Linked DNA regions of Anas platyrhynchos: region 2 is linked to region 1. A link is a contact called in public Hi-C data. All regions are on one chromosome and are shown on one strand. The core of a region is the stretch at or near the end of the contact, and the rest is flanking DNA. Distances in the headings are between cores, read along the strand shown.

Evidence for each region. A called contact is a pair of places that touch in the nucleus more often than the background predicts.
Region 2: a contact with region 1 is called in a Hi-C map of F5 follicle, with 3 times the contacts expected there. The contact joins the promoter of IQSEC1 here to the enhancer-like site in region 1. A contact is called at or near these places in 3 of 8 Hi-C or Micro-C datasets (F1 follicle, F5 follicle and small yellow follicle).

What each region holds. Positions count from the first base shown.
Region 1 is chr13:18,730,874-18,737,175 of IASCAAS_PekinDuck_T2T, forward strand. All of the region lies in intron 2 of IQSEC1 (IQ motif and Sec7 domain ArfGEF 1), which reads right to left. Among named protein-coding and RNA genes, the nearest start is that of IQSEC1, 120 kb to the right of the region's middle. Within about 2 kb of position 2,623, at least 4 of the 8 cell types and tissues checked have an H3K27ac peak or open chromatin away from gene starts, as enhancers often do. A contact at or near this core is called in F1 follicle, F5 follicle and small yellow follicle, where this site is marked.
Region 2 is chr13:18,851,766-18,859,041 of IASCAAS_PekinDuck_T2T, forward strand. It overlaps IQSEC1 (IQ motif and Sec7 domain ArfGEF 1), which reads right to left and starts at 3,790. Exons shown (of 16, transcript XM_038186147.2): 1 at 3,317-3,790. The coding sequence starts at 3,582.

The DNA.
Region 1 (6,302 bases), core at 1,373-3,872:
TAAGTTCTAGCAAGGCAGGAACTAAATTCTTATGAACAGACTTAATCTTAGTCACACAAGTATTCCCATAAATCCACAAGGATTATTTTTAGAAAGATAAATACAAGTGTTTTATGTTTCTCCTCACATTCTGCCTGCCTATTATGTCCTTGAATACAGAATAATAACTAGAAAATTGTTACTGGTAGACCAAAACACTGAATGTTCAATGTGTCAGTGTCAAAAAAGGTGCCCCAACGCTGAGAACCACGGCCTAAGCCTCAAAGCACAGCCAGGCTGCCTTTGTTTCTCTAAGTGGAGGTTCCATATTCCTATTTATCAAACACTCAGAGGTTTCTAACTTCAGTTTCACAACTTTAAAGAAAAATATGTCATCTCCAAGAAAAGTTTGCATGACACAGAGAGACATGCTTGCAGGAGTTTCCTGACAAATTCCATGATTGTGATATGTATCCGCAACTAATCTATGCCTAGAAACACAGATTTTTAAAGTTCCAGGGAACTTTCACATTATTTGGTTTGACTCATTTTCTTGTCCACAATTAACATACTACCTTTTAAATTCCAGCGTGTAAAAGACGCTTACATAACCTGCTGCAAGAAACGCAGACCTCCTATTTTGATAAAGGTGCACATTTTAGGAGAGACAGAGGAGAAGAGGTTGCAGAACAGTGCTGCTTTGATACAGAGCTGCTAGAAGCTTTACAGGGCGAATGGCTGTTGCGAGCAGTGTCAGCTCCACGCAGTCGATATGCCTGCTAGCATCTACTAGATGTTTTACAAGCACACTTGGACCAACTTGTAAACACAAACCAAAGAAAGGATTTTCAGGCTTAACATGAAACTCCAAATGATACCCAGACTGTCCATCAAAGCATGCAGCTCCCACTTCCTGCACAGGTGCAATAGCCACCAGGACACCACAACCACCACTGGAGCACGTGAAGGGCCCAAACCAGCTTCCAGAGCTCCCTCCAGGTCAGACCAGCATTTTCAGCTCTATATTAACCAATACACCATCATTCTCACCTAAGTGTAAACCTCTGCTTACAAATATAGATAAACACACACAGATACACACAAAGAAAACTATGCTCCCAGTGGAAGCATACAGAAAAAAGCCACACAAAACAAAATAAACCCAAGACAGTCAGACTATGCTGAATGAATGATTGTACTGCAAGTTCCCACCATGAATGAGGTTTTGTGTCAACCTTACAAAACTCAGCCATGGATAAATATAACAAATTCCTAAATCTTAGACTAGGCTAGTAAGTAGCTTTTGTAGGCTTGATTCACTTTGTCTTGAGACCAGTTACCTCTTGATCCTCTTCCCGAGGGATACTTTGGTACACTTGAGTCAAAAATATGCTGAGAACTCTTAATACAATGGCACAAAGTTTCCAGACACAGGACGTGTATGATCAGAACAGATGGATGCCAGTGCTCAGGTGACAAAAATGAAGCATCCCTTTATACATTACAGCACTGATCCCAAAAGACATTTTCAAGTAGCGTGGCATTACAATGACAGCATTTGAACATATTGAGGATTTGATTCAAGTGTCATTTCTCTGTGAAAAAAGTTGTGATGTCAAACCAGTATCTCAAGGAATCAGGAAAACTGCAGATGAAAAAAAGATTTGTCCTAAAGGACTAACCCAGAAGGAATCCTAAAACTGCAAAATGTTGTTCAAAAATACTTCTCTCTCTAGGATACTCCAAATTTTCTCATAAAGCAATGTTTTGCTTCTATTTCCCAGTTTCTGGGAGTTGTTTTCTGGCTTATCATTTGTTTTTTTAAATTTCTTCTTTCAGACAGCTCCTCTCACCAGCATTGCTTGAGCTTCCCAGGCACTGTTACACCACTGCTGGGACGGATGGAGACAGCCACTGACAGTGCCGCACAGGGGCAGCTTGCAGCCCTTGGCCACTTACAACTCAGCAAGAAATTTGAAGGGTGGGTAGGGGAAAAGCCTCTGTCATCTACAGATATTCCACAGTGGTTTACACTTTCAATTTTAAAGCATTAATGTAACTTGTAAACTCATGCAGCTAGATAGCCATTTTGCTGCTGGCTTTCTACATCCTCTAGTGTAAGCATCATGCACTAGAGTATTGAGCCTTGGTGCTCTTCTGTACTGGGGCACAGAGGGAGCGATTAAAAGGCCAATTCCACCAAATATACAGTCCATGTCTTGCAATTATATAATATATATATATATATACATATTTAACCTTGATGCAAACTGCCATTCTCTGTTTGCATGGTTCCCTCCTTCAAAACACCTCTAATCAAACAACACTCTTCAGCCCTGTTCACTGAGTACTTCTCTCCTGAGCATTGCAGGAATTGTATTCTTAGGCAGCAACTACCCTTTGTTCTTCATTAATTCTGTGGTTGTTCTGTAATCCTTGCTGACCAGCCTCCATATTTTGTTTCAAAGCCTACACCACCTGTTTGCTAAATCATATTCTCCACTCATTTTGCTCCCTGCTGCTGTTATTGCTGTTATAGCTTCACAAGTTTGTGTTTTTTTCTCTCAGGGCATGTAGTTCCCTGGACACCTACATTTGCCTATCTTTATGTGGTAAAGGAGGAGCCACTATTTTGTCTGGAATAGCTTCTTTTCTGACTTATCAACACAAGGCGAGGACAAAGTGATTCACGTGGGACAACAACCCACTAGAAAACACTCTAATGTTTTCTTAACTTAACCAATATTATCCACTCCTTTGAAAAGAATGTTGATCTTTTACACAAAAATAAATCATTTGGTAGCTGAAAACAAGCACTCATGCAAAATTAGAGCCCTACAGCTATTCTAAAACTGAAAAAAAAAAAATAAATCAAAAGTTTAAAACCAAAGCAGATATTTGATGTGTTTCTTTAAAATTTCTACCTGTAATTGATTTTCAAAAAAAGTGTTATCAATCCTGAAAAAGACAGAATTTGGAAATGTAACAGTTGCTGCAATTCTTTTTTATACTAAAATTATTATGCAATTGCGTATATATTGACTGATCTCAAATCTATTCCATTATCAGACTTCCACTTTCTCCTGTTGTGATAAATCTTTGCACCCTCAAAGCAGGAGAGCCAAAGCTATTATTGGCCACCCAGGCTACAAATTTGCTAGGTGATACCTGTCCTCCAACTCTACACTTCCCGGGAAAACATTGAAATTTTAATTTCAGACCAATAAAAGAGCCGTGAGTTTACTGTCGTATTCTTCTATTACCTATGTATTTATTCACAGGACAGAAATATACATGCCTGCAGACTGCTAATGCAGCACGGGTCGGTGGTGCATGGCCCAGTGCCTGTCCGCACTCACGCAGCCAGCTCTTCCACACGACTCTGCACAAGCAGGGGGCACTATTCTCCTGCCAGCTTGAAAACACCAGGTTACTTAATGCTTCTTCCAAGTTTTTCTGCATTGCTGGGATTTTCAATGACTGTAATCATCTCATGCAGTGTTACTAACTACACTTTGCTACTGAAATATTGCTGATAGTCTGAGAAGTCAGATATTTTCTGACGTGTCTGGAATGGGGTGTCAGTGAGCTAGTCAGGTAACTATTTATATACTTTGACAGCATGTAGGCCTCCTACTTTTTTTTTTTTTTTTTTTTTTTTTTTTAGCCCACTTTCTGTAACCCGAGTGTACTGGTGTACTGGGAATCTAGAAATCTTCTGGAAGCATGAAGGATATGCTCCCCCATCTGTCTTTTGTCAGGCAATACTTACGTTTCAAAGCTACAAGCTGTGTTTCAAAATTGTGAGACAAACATCCTTCCAGATTCGCTCTTTGGTCAATATTGGCACAATTGAGGTCTGGAAGCGTAATTTACTGACACACATTCTGCCTGAAGTCAGTGAGATAGGCTATGAACAACATACTTGCAGGATCACGATTACATTCACATCACAAACGTTCTGGTTGCTTATCCAAGCAAAACAAACACCCTTGAAAGACACGTGCAAGACACTAGTGCAGTTCATTGCCACGTTTCAGTGAAATAGGAGCATATGCCTAAAGGTTTTTTTCTGTAGTACCAGAAGCCCCTCTGTTAATGCTATTCGTAACTTGGCTGGTTCAAGTGAGACATATATCTAGCTCACTGAGACAAAAATCTGCTCTGAGCAAATTATCTGAAGGTAAAATTGTGGCAGACAAGTGTTTGACTGTTGCACCCCATCTCATTAGCGAACAGTGATTCCATTAAGTAATTAGCATGTTTCTTTAGCTCTTAATTCCACTTTGATATATAGCAAAGGGAAGCATCCATGGGAAATACACAGCAGGAGGTGGAAGGGGTAGCTCTGCAGGAAATTAATCATAAAGCTGACCACACATTAGCTATGCAAACTTAGCATACAGCAAGCTTGAAGAAAATGCTTGTGCCCTCACATTGTGAGTATTTGAGACCATCGCCTTGGAATGAGCCTGTAGAGGGCATTCCTTTTACCAGTCAATTTTAAATGATATGTAAAGCTACTACCATGTCCTAAATACCCTTGCACTAATGAATGCTCACTCCTGGAAGGGGGTGATTTGGTTTGATTGCTGTATTGCCAGCAATTGGAAACCAGTATGATGAGTTCTACTGTGATGGGACAGGAACAATTCCTTGGTGAAGAGCTTGAAATAATTAAACTTCTTTACAATTTTTCACACCATGGCAGGAATGACACATTAAAACTGACAGTAATGAGTCAGTACCCTAAGCACTGCACACTTCTGTTCAGAAAACTTTTTGGCTAAATAGCACTGGAAGTGACTAATAACAGACAAAGGTGTAACATACAGATTAAAATTCCTGGTATAAGTACAAAAGAACTTAATATCAAGCAAGAGTAACTCAACTTCTAATAACATTTTTATTTCCAAAGATCTGCTGTAGTCCAAACAAAAACACTCATTGTTTGTGACTTCTTTTCTTGGATATTGATCAAGAATTCTATTTTATCATGTGTTCACTCTAAACGTTCCCATTCTAATAACTTACAATAAAGTCTTATTCTCATAACATTCAGTTACTGAACAGTTCAGTGTCAAGAACAATTTCCACTAGTTAATATATACATTTAAGCAACAGTACTGCTTTGCCACCATTACAAACACCCCAAAACAGAAGGCAGGATGGAACTGTTTCCAACTGCAGAGCACTGGCCCTAAATTAGGTTCCTCTGTTTGCAGAGATAAATGTTCTTTTTCCTTCATAAAGGCTGCTGGAGGGTTGGTTCTGTTTTCATTTTGAAAAAGTCAGTCATTGGTACTTGAAACTAGTCGCATTCAGACTAAAAGATTCACTGTAGTAATGCTAGCAGTTTTGTACTTCATATACAACAAAGACATTATCTGCATTTTAAAAAGCAGTTTATTCAAGCAACGTTGTGTAGTTCAATAATTTAACTTTAACAAACTGCTCCTGAATTGTGCTAAGTACATTTTCTGAACATAAATCTCACTGCCCCAGTTGTCCCTGTGAAAAGAGCCTATATCTCTTTCCTACCTCTCTAATAGACAAGTTGCTTGCATTTAATCAATATAATCAGCTCTCCATTAAGGGGATCTATAGCTTCCTCCAGTCATTTTTCCCCCTATAAATTGATCTTCCAAAAGAATTTGAACTTCTTGGAAAGAGTACAGCAATTCCTCCCATTTTCATATGCACCAATGAAACAGTTATGTTCATGTTTACCTTAGCATTATACTGAAAATTAACTAAAGAGCATGCAGTGAGAAGACTTGAAACAGGAGATAATCAACAGAAAACAGGCAGAAGTTCAAGCATTTGTTGTTTAGCTATGCCTTGTTTATACTTACAAATGAAGCTGTGTGAACAAGACCAAGGTCCCACTTTGACCAATACACGTCCCACTGCTCAATAGTCTTTGAACAGTTAAGGATAAAAACATCCAAGCACCCATCTCCCACCAGAAGCTATCCAATTCCAGTTTAGATCCTGTGAGTATTTTTCAGAAAATAGCACAGTGATCTTATAATCATTGACAAGACTTTGATACTTCTGATTGCGGTTTCATTTATTGAGTAGATGTACAGTTTGCATAAACTATCAACCTGAGCTTTACTCCCCATCTAAAGTATTAAGCAAACACTTCAGAAAGCTGCATTCTTGAGGAAAGTGAAAAATACATATAACAGTGATCTGACATTACTTTTTGCTGATTTGCACTCAAATGTACACACCATAAGGTCACACAGATCTCCAGATGCAAAACAAATTTAATTCAAGTCTTCTGTGCCTAAAGTTTTATGCAAAGTCAGTGAAAC
Region 2 (7,276 bases), core at 2,540-5,039, 120 kb after region 1:
CTTAATTGGCTAAATACCTATTGTTATCCTTAACTTCTTAACATGCTGATTCACTACATTTAAGAAAGCCTTGCAATCAACTAGTTATCCTCAATTACATTTGCAAATGTTAAGGTTGATTCACACACAGCAAATTAGTACAAAATTAAGTGAAAGAGCACTCAGACTTGTTTTGTTTTGTTATTCTGTCCTCCTTGCAAGACAAGGAGCACATCTGCACCTGTTCACCCATCCCTGTGCACTTGCCTCCCTCAAATAGCAACCTACACAAAAGAAATATTCTTTTTACTCTGGTCCTTTTCTGGAGGAACACAACAGTATTTTTACCTTTTTTTTTTTCTATTTTTTTCTTACAGAACTCTAATGTGGTGCTCATCAACAGTTCCCTCACTCCATCAGATCAAGCTAAAGAGTTTCTAAAAATATGCAGCATCTCCAAGTTATTTAAACAGTCTTCAGCTTTATATTCTTCCCTTTGAGAGAACTGAAAAGTTTCAGGACTTGTCTAACATTTCTACACTTCCTTTTTTAACCACCACTTGGTAATATCAAAGAAGCTCTCTTGACACTACAGTGTCAGCGATCCACACCTGCTTCACGCAGGTTGAACTCCTCTGGCAACTTGAGTCTAAGCTGTTCAGAAAATCTGCTCAAATCTCAAGGCACAAATTCCATAGATGACTTCCTAGAAGTACTGATTTTGTGGAGTATTTGGCTAAGAAAATCCCAGTTTCCTTTAAAAAGGATCCCCATCATCCTGGTTTTGAAATACCAAAGGATAAGAGGGAGCACTGCTGGTACCTGGGCACAGAGCGGTGCTGCTGCCTCGGGAAGGAGGAAGGCAGCGGGGTGTGCACACGATGGGCAGAAGGAAGCAAGGACATGGCACCTCGATTCCCACCTCTCTCCTAACATCACGGATGTTCAGAGCACGTATTATTCACATTTGCTATTGCACTGTTATGGAAGTTTAGCAAAGCACCAAAAAGATGACAGCTGCACGTGACATTTAATTCTGGAGGAACTGAGATTTTTCCTCTGTAATTAGGAAGCTACAGCCAGCCAAAACCTGCAGGTTACATTGTAAGAAAGCAAAGATAACAGCAGGACTGGGAGAAGGCTTTAAAACAAGGGTGTTTTCTATTTTCCAAGTTGAAGACTTCCTCCATCTCCTTCACCCAGGCAGAGATTAAACCAGTCCTGTGGCTGGGTTGCTGCACCTGCTCCCGGCAGCTGGAGCCCCAGCAGCTGCTGCCACAGCCCCCACCCCACACAGCTGGGGAACCCCAAGTCTGCTTCACCTACACAGTGATGCAGGCTGTCCTGGCGAAGGGACCAGGCATGCTCCACACAAAATAAAGAGGGGAAGTCACAATTTGTGTGGGGGGCAGTATTCATCTCATGAAGGTGGCCCTGGAAATCTGGCTCTCTACAGACAGTCACAGAGGCTGAAAGCCCAGCAAGGACCAGACTCATGGAGGGCTGTCTCCCAGCTTCCACACTAAGCCCTGCAGGCTATGCCTCAAAGCGATACAACTCTGCCATAAATATCCCAGATTAATTCTGATCCTAGCATCAAATCCACTTAAGAGACTTAAAAGCCTCCAAGTCCTCAGAGCTGTCTGCCCAAAAAGGGCTCTGCAAATGAGTCTTGGGCTGGTGGAGAAGAGAAATGTTATCAAACAAGGCAAGCCATTTGTACAATTTTTAGTAATGTCGTTTGCAAGAGACAAATGGGACAAGATAGCTGAGTTGGCATCTTGTACTAGGAGAACAGACACAAGAAATCCTCGGGTACTGGACATGAGCACACGGGGTAGGATTTGTGTAAATACTTTTTGTATTCCTGTAAATTTCTGTTCCATGCTTTCTGGAAATAGCACTTTCTGCTTATTACAAGAGGAGTGGTTGTTAAATGACAGCGTATGCTCTCCAGGGTGTTTAGGGAGCTATTTGCTTAGCTCTCCTGGAGACATCTATTAAAAAAAAAAAAAAAAAAAAAAAAAAAAAAAAAAAAAAGCCTAAATGGCTAACTCCAGCATCGCTAAAACCCCCTCCGGCTGTCAGCGTTAGCATTTAGGGGAGGCAGAGCTACTTCCCTTCCCACTCCGCCACACCGGGCAGCAGGGACGCGTTTGGGAACAGGAGCTCGCCAAAGGGGCAGGGAACGACCCACGAACCCACGACCATCCAGCCCCCCCCCTTCACCTCGCACATCCCAGGCAAACCCTGGGGCTCGGGGCTCCGCAGGCAGCGACGTTTCCTCCCCCGCCACCCCGAGCGGGGGCACGGAGGCAGCAACGCGGCCGAGGCCAGGAGGCCGCTCCCCGGCCTCCCTCGGCTGCAGCCTCCCCGCGGCGCCCCACGAAGCCACCCGTGGCCGAGCCCCGGCACAGGGGTCCCCGGGGCGCAGCAGACCCAGAGCCGGGCGGCTCTGCCCCCCAGCGCCCCGCCCGGCCCCGGCAGGGGGCGCAGCCGGTGCCGGGGAGCGGGGGCGGCCCGGGGGGGGCCGGCGGCAGGAGGAGAGCCCGATCCGTGCCGGGAGCGCGGCTCCGAGCGGCTGACAAGCAGCCCCTTGTGTTGTACCGGGGCGGCGGAGTGGGCTCGTAATAAGATGCATGCTTTTCCCACTCCGTCCAAGTAAAACTAAGTCCCAAATACTTCCGGCGAGTAGCCGGAGGCCGGGGAAGCGCCGCGGGGTCGCTTCCATCGCTATTCTCCCATCGCCGGTACTTAAGCGCGGCGCGCAATTAATTCAGCGGCTCTCTGCGCGCTGGAAAGCGGAGCCCGGTTAATTCCAGGGGCCAGAGGCCGGCAGCAGCCGTGCCCCGAAAGGGGCGAGCTCCGGGCGGGCTGCGCCGTGCCGAGCTGACCCCGCCGGGTCGCAGCTCTGGGGGCTCCCCCCGGGCAGGGCCGCCCGAGGTGCACGATCGGGGGGAAGCGAGCCCTGGAGGAAGGGCAGAGCTCGTCCCGCTGCTGCTCTGCCCGGGGGGCGGCGTGCCCCGGGGCTGCGGGGAGAAGCCTGCCCGGGGTGCTCCCGGCGCTGCCAGCGCTCAGCCCCCGAGCATCCCCGCTAGAGCCCCAGGGAAGCGCCGGCATCCCGAGGGGCTGGGGGCGTTAGAGGCTGAGGCCGCCCCCTCCGCCGCTCGGCGAGGACCCCCTCCTTCCCGGCGAGCCGCCCGCTGCGGGGAGTTGCGCTGCTTGCTTGTACGCGGGGCGGCTTTAGGAACCCGAAGGCAGGAGGCGAAAGAGGAGGAAAGCCCCGCTACTGAGCGACCCTCCTCGAAAAGGGCAAAGAAACGCGGGCAGCGCTTACTTTTCGTGCTTTGCGTTTTCCTGGATGGCGCTCAGCACCCCCGGGTACGCGGGGGGGACGCCCTGCTGGAGCCTGCATGTGGCCAGGTGCCGGTGATGCTCATCCTGGAGACAGGCGTTTTCGTGGTACAACTTGGCCACTTGCTGCTCCAGCTCGTCTATCCTCCGCTTCTGCTTCTCCAGCAGCTCCTGCTGCGTTTCAATAATCTTGTTCAGCTCCTTCAGGTACTCCGCCGCCTTGCTGGGGTTCTCCGCCGGGCTCTCCATGGCCTCCCCGCACCTCTCACCCTCCGGGAAGCAGGTGGGGGGCGCAGGTGCCAGCCAGCCCGCTCCGCTGGGAACTTAAGCGAGAGGGGAAGAAATAAATAACCCGCCGGAAACCGGCCCCCCTGCCGGCTCTCCTCTTCCCCTCCTAGAGCAGCCGCTGCCCGGGCGAGCGGAGGAGCGGTGCGCGGCGGCTGCCGGCCCCCGCCGCCATTGCTGATGCTCGGCTTCCCGCAGCCGAGCGAGGGCAGGGCCGGCGGGGACTGCGGGCGCCGAGCCGGGGGGAGCCGCCGGTGCCGCTCGGAGCCCCGCCGGGGCTGGCGCACGGGCGCTGTCCCGCCCTGCCGGAGCCGCAGCCGGCTCAGCCCCTCGCCAGGCAGCGCCCGCGCCCCCGCCGGGCTCGCAGCCGGGCATGGGAGCCCGCAGCACGCCGCTCTCCTGCCTCGGCAGCCGGGGCCGCGCTTTAAGTAGCCGGGGCTGCTGCCTCCTCCGGGGGGCCGGTGAGGAGGGGGCTCCGCGGAGCGGCGCATCCCCCCGGCACCCCGCCGCCGGGGCGCGGCGCTCGCCGGGGAGCGCCCCCGGAGAGATGCGGGGGGCAGCCCCCGGGCCGGGGCAGGCCTCGGCACCCCCCCCGTCCTTCTGCCCGGCTCTGCGGGGGCGGCCCCGGCCCCCCCGGGCTCGCCGGAGAGGGCCCGGAGAAGCGCGGTGTGCGGGGAGGGTGGGGAAGCCGGGCTCCGAGACCTGCTGTAGGAGCGAGGGTTTTTCCCTGGCACGTCTGGGGAGCGATTGTTTATTGTTGAAATAGCATCGGGGTGTTGGCTGCCTGGAGATGGGAGCTCTCCAGCAGCATGCCCGGAGTCAGACTCGTGCTAACTGCTGTGTAGCAGAGACCTCTGCCTTGCCAGCAGCAGCCCTGACATTTAAAACCTCCGCTGGTGAGATTCTGCTTCCCGCTACGGCTGCATCGGGCCATGAAAAGTTGCTGAGATTTGGCTCCTCTATGATCCCAGTGTGAATACATGTTGGGAATGCTCATGGAAATGGGGAATAGGAAGGGGAAATGGAGATACTGCAGGAAGAAGATAGGAAGGTGGAGAAATGTTTTTCTCCTCCCTTCCTCTCCTCATCTCTTTAATATTTTTCTTTTTTCCTCTCCACCTTTAAACTTTGCAAGTTGCAATTAGTAACGTTTTCTTACAGTAGTTCCTGCTGCTGTCACAAATGTACTAGCCCTTTCTGGTGGAGTCAGCTCTCAGGGTTTGCCAGGATGCATTGCTTTGGAGTATGGCTGATGCAGCAGGCTGAAGAAGTGGGGGACTAACAGCATCCCTACCAGGGAGGCTTCAGGCTCAGTCCTTGGACTGAGGGGCTTGAAATTTTTGGAATGGATTTCCAAACCAGAGGGCATATGTCACAGGTTCCCACCTATGGCTTACTTATGAATATGGAGAAAAAGGGGCATGAGGGGAGGATAAACCTAGAGGGGAATATTCACCTGGCAAGTTTCATATTCATTCTGATTTTAAGGTAGGAATTAGTTATCCCCAAACTGTTGCTTTTGCTTTGGACATATGTGCAACAAAGGGCTGTTGTCACTATCAAAGTAACTGAAGCATGAAGGACTAATTCCCAGTCCTCCTGGGGATCACAAATTCACAGAGAAGTCTTTATCTGCTCTTTCAAGAAGACAAGCTTCTTTTCCATCAACCTGATCAGAAATTTTCATTAGAATTGTTGAATATATATATATATATTATAAATACTCTGAGATCAAAATATAACCGCTGAAGAACAGTTCGCTCTTTGTGGCATGAAATGGTTATCCCAAAACGGCACTGAGACAACCCGCACAACATTATTTGAGAAAGCCAGAATGCTTGTCAGGTGGTAAATCAATAAAGAGACCAAGAGAGCTTGCTTATATACAAAATAAAATGTGAAAACACTCAAAACTCATTAATGTACAGTAAAAAACATATTAATCATTTCACAGAAAGGACAGCTGAAGTGGAGCAGCAGCAGCAGTTACTACAACTCGTACCTCTTTGAAAGACCTCTTCTTAGATATTGAAGATCTCATTCATGGGACCCATGCAACATTGCTGAAGAGGCATGAGCCTTTTTAAATTATTACTCTCCTCCTTTCTTTTACAGAATAAAAGTGAATGCCTCCATTCCCGAATGGCAAAGTTATGGCTTGTTCAATGGCTTGTTAGTCTTGTTAGACAAGCTAACTGAGGAATAAGAGCTTGTGGAGCGCTGGCTTTTCCTTTTGGATCTTTTTTTTTTTTGGTTCATTTTAGAACATCTTGGTTGATTTTGGAGAGCTCTTTTGAGAGGATATCAGTAGGTTTTTCTCTTCTCAGGAGTTCATTAACAAGTTAATGAATTTCACCTGCCAGTTGCAAGTACCTGAGCTACTTGTGCTTTCTCATAGATAACATGGAAAAAAAAAAAATCAAACCTACTGGAAATGCTCTTAACTCTGTTCTACCTGAAACCAGGAAACCATAGGTTAGACTGAAAAATACAGTCACTTTGCTGGTGTCCTTGTGTTGGGACCTGTTTTTTCCTCAGTCATGTTAATGGTGTGGTTTTGTATGTTGTTGGAGAAACAGAAAGGAGCACTTTGTGTCTGAGGGGATTGTTTCTGTGAGCTTCAAGACACCTGTATGCTTCATCACCCTCCACAAATTAACAAGAGGTAAACTTAGAAAATAAGCATCTTCGTGAAACCAATAATATATTCAATCTCTATCTGTGTGAGACAGATTGTAAAAGCAGATCCAGGTTGTTCAGATTTGCTCAGTTAGAAAATTAAGTGACATCAAGCCTAACCTTTTTTAATACAAAAATTACCAAAATAGCATTCTTATTACTTGCTAACATCTTACCTTAGACCATCCATTTTTGTAAGTTAAGCAGTACATGGTTAAGTCTTGCCAAGGAAAGTGCCAAGGCAGATTTAAATATGAAAGGAAATGTTATTCATCCAGTAACTACAATCCTCTGGCTAATTTATTACTAACAATAAAAAAATATCTGACTCACTTTGGAGCATCCTTAAGGTGGCCTTAATTTTAGACTGTCTCAGATCTAGTTATTTTCTGGTGAATCAATACCCTGCAGAGTACCATTTGTGAATGCAGGAGTTGCAAGGTCTGGTCCAAATCATGGTTCAAAGGGAACCTGGCCTACGTATGTTGTTAGGTGTCCACAGAGAACGGGAATGTTTGCCTGTCCACTTCTCAAAAACCTGGCTCTTGTTGGTACCTGCTACGTGCATAACTTGGATGTTTTGTCAGCTTCAGGTTTATTGTACTGCTCTAAAACTGATCGATATTGTTACTCTTTCAAAAGTGGTTTGGTGTGGCTAAAATGTAATCAGTAAGCACACAAACAGCTGAAGTATTTTTTTCAAATATATTTCCAGGGAAAAGCATCTATTTTCCATATAAAATTAATTAGGTCAGTGTAATATAAAATACAGAGACCCAGAAGTCATGCAGTTATTTACACTCAATCTTAATTCTACCTTTTATCTCAAAAAAAAAAAAAAAAAAAAGTATTGGAAACCACTTACTTCTTTCTCACACTTTTACTCCGTCCCTTTGCTTCCCTCCATGTCTCCTTGGTTTTGCTGCATTGTGTTTAGAGATTGAGGTTATCCCGTTATCAGAATTTATGGTGCTCTTAG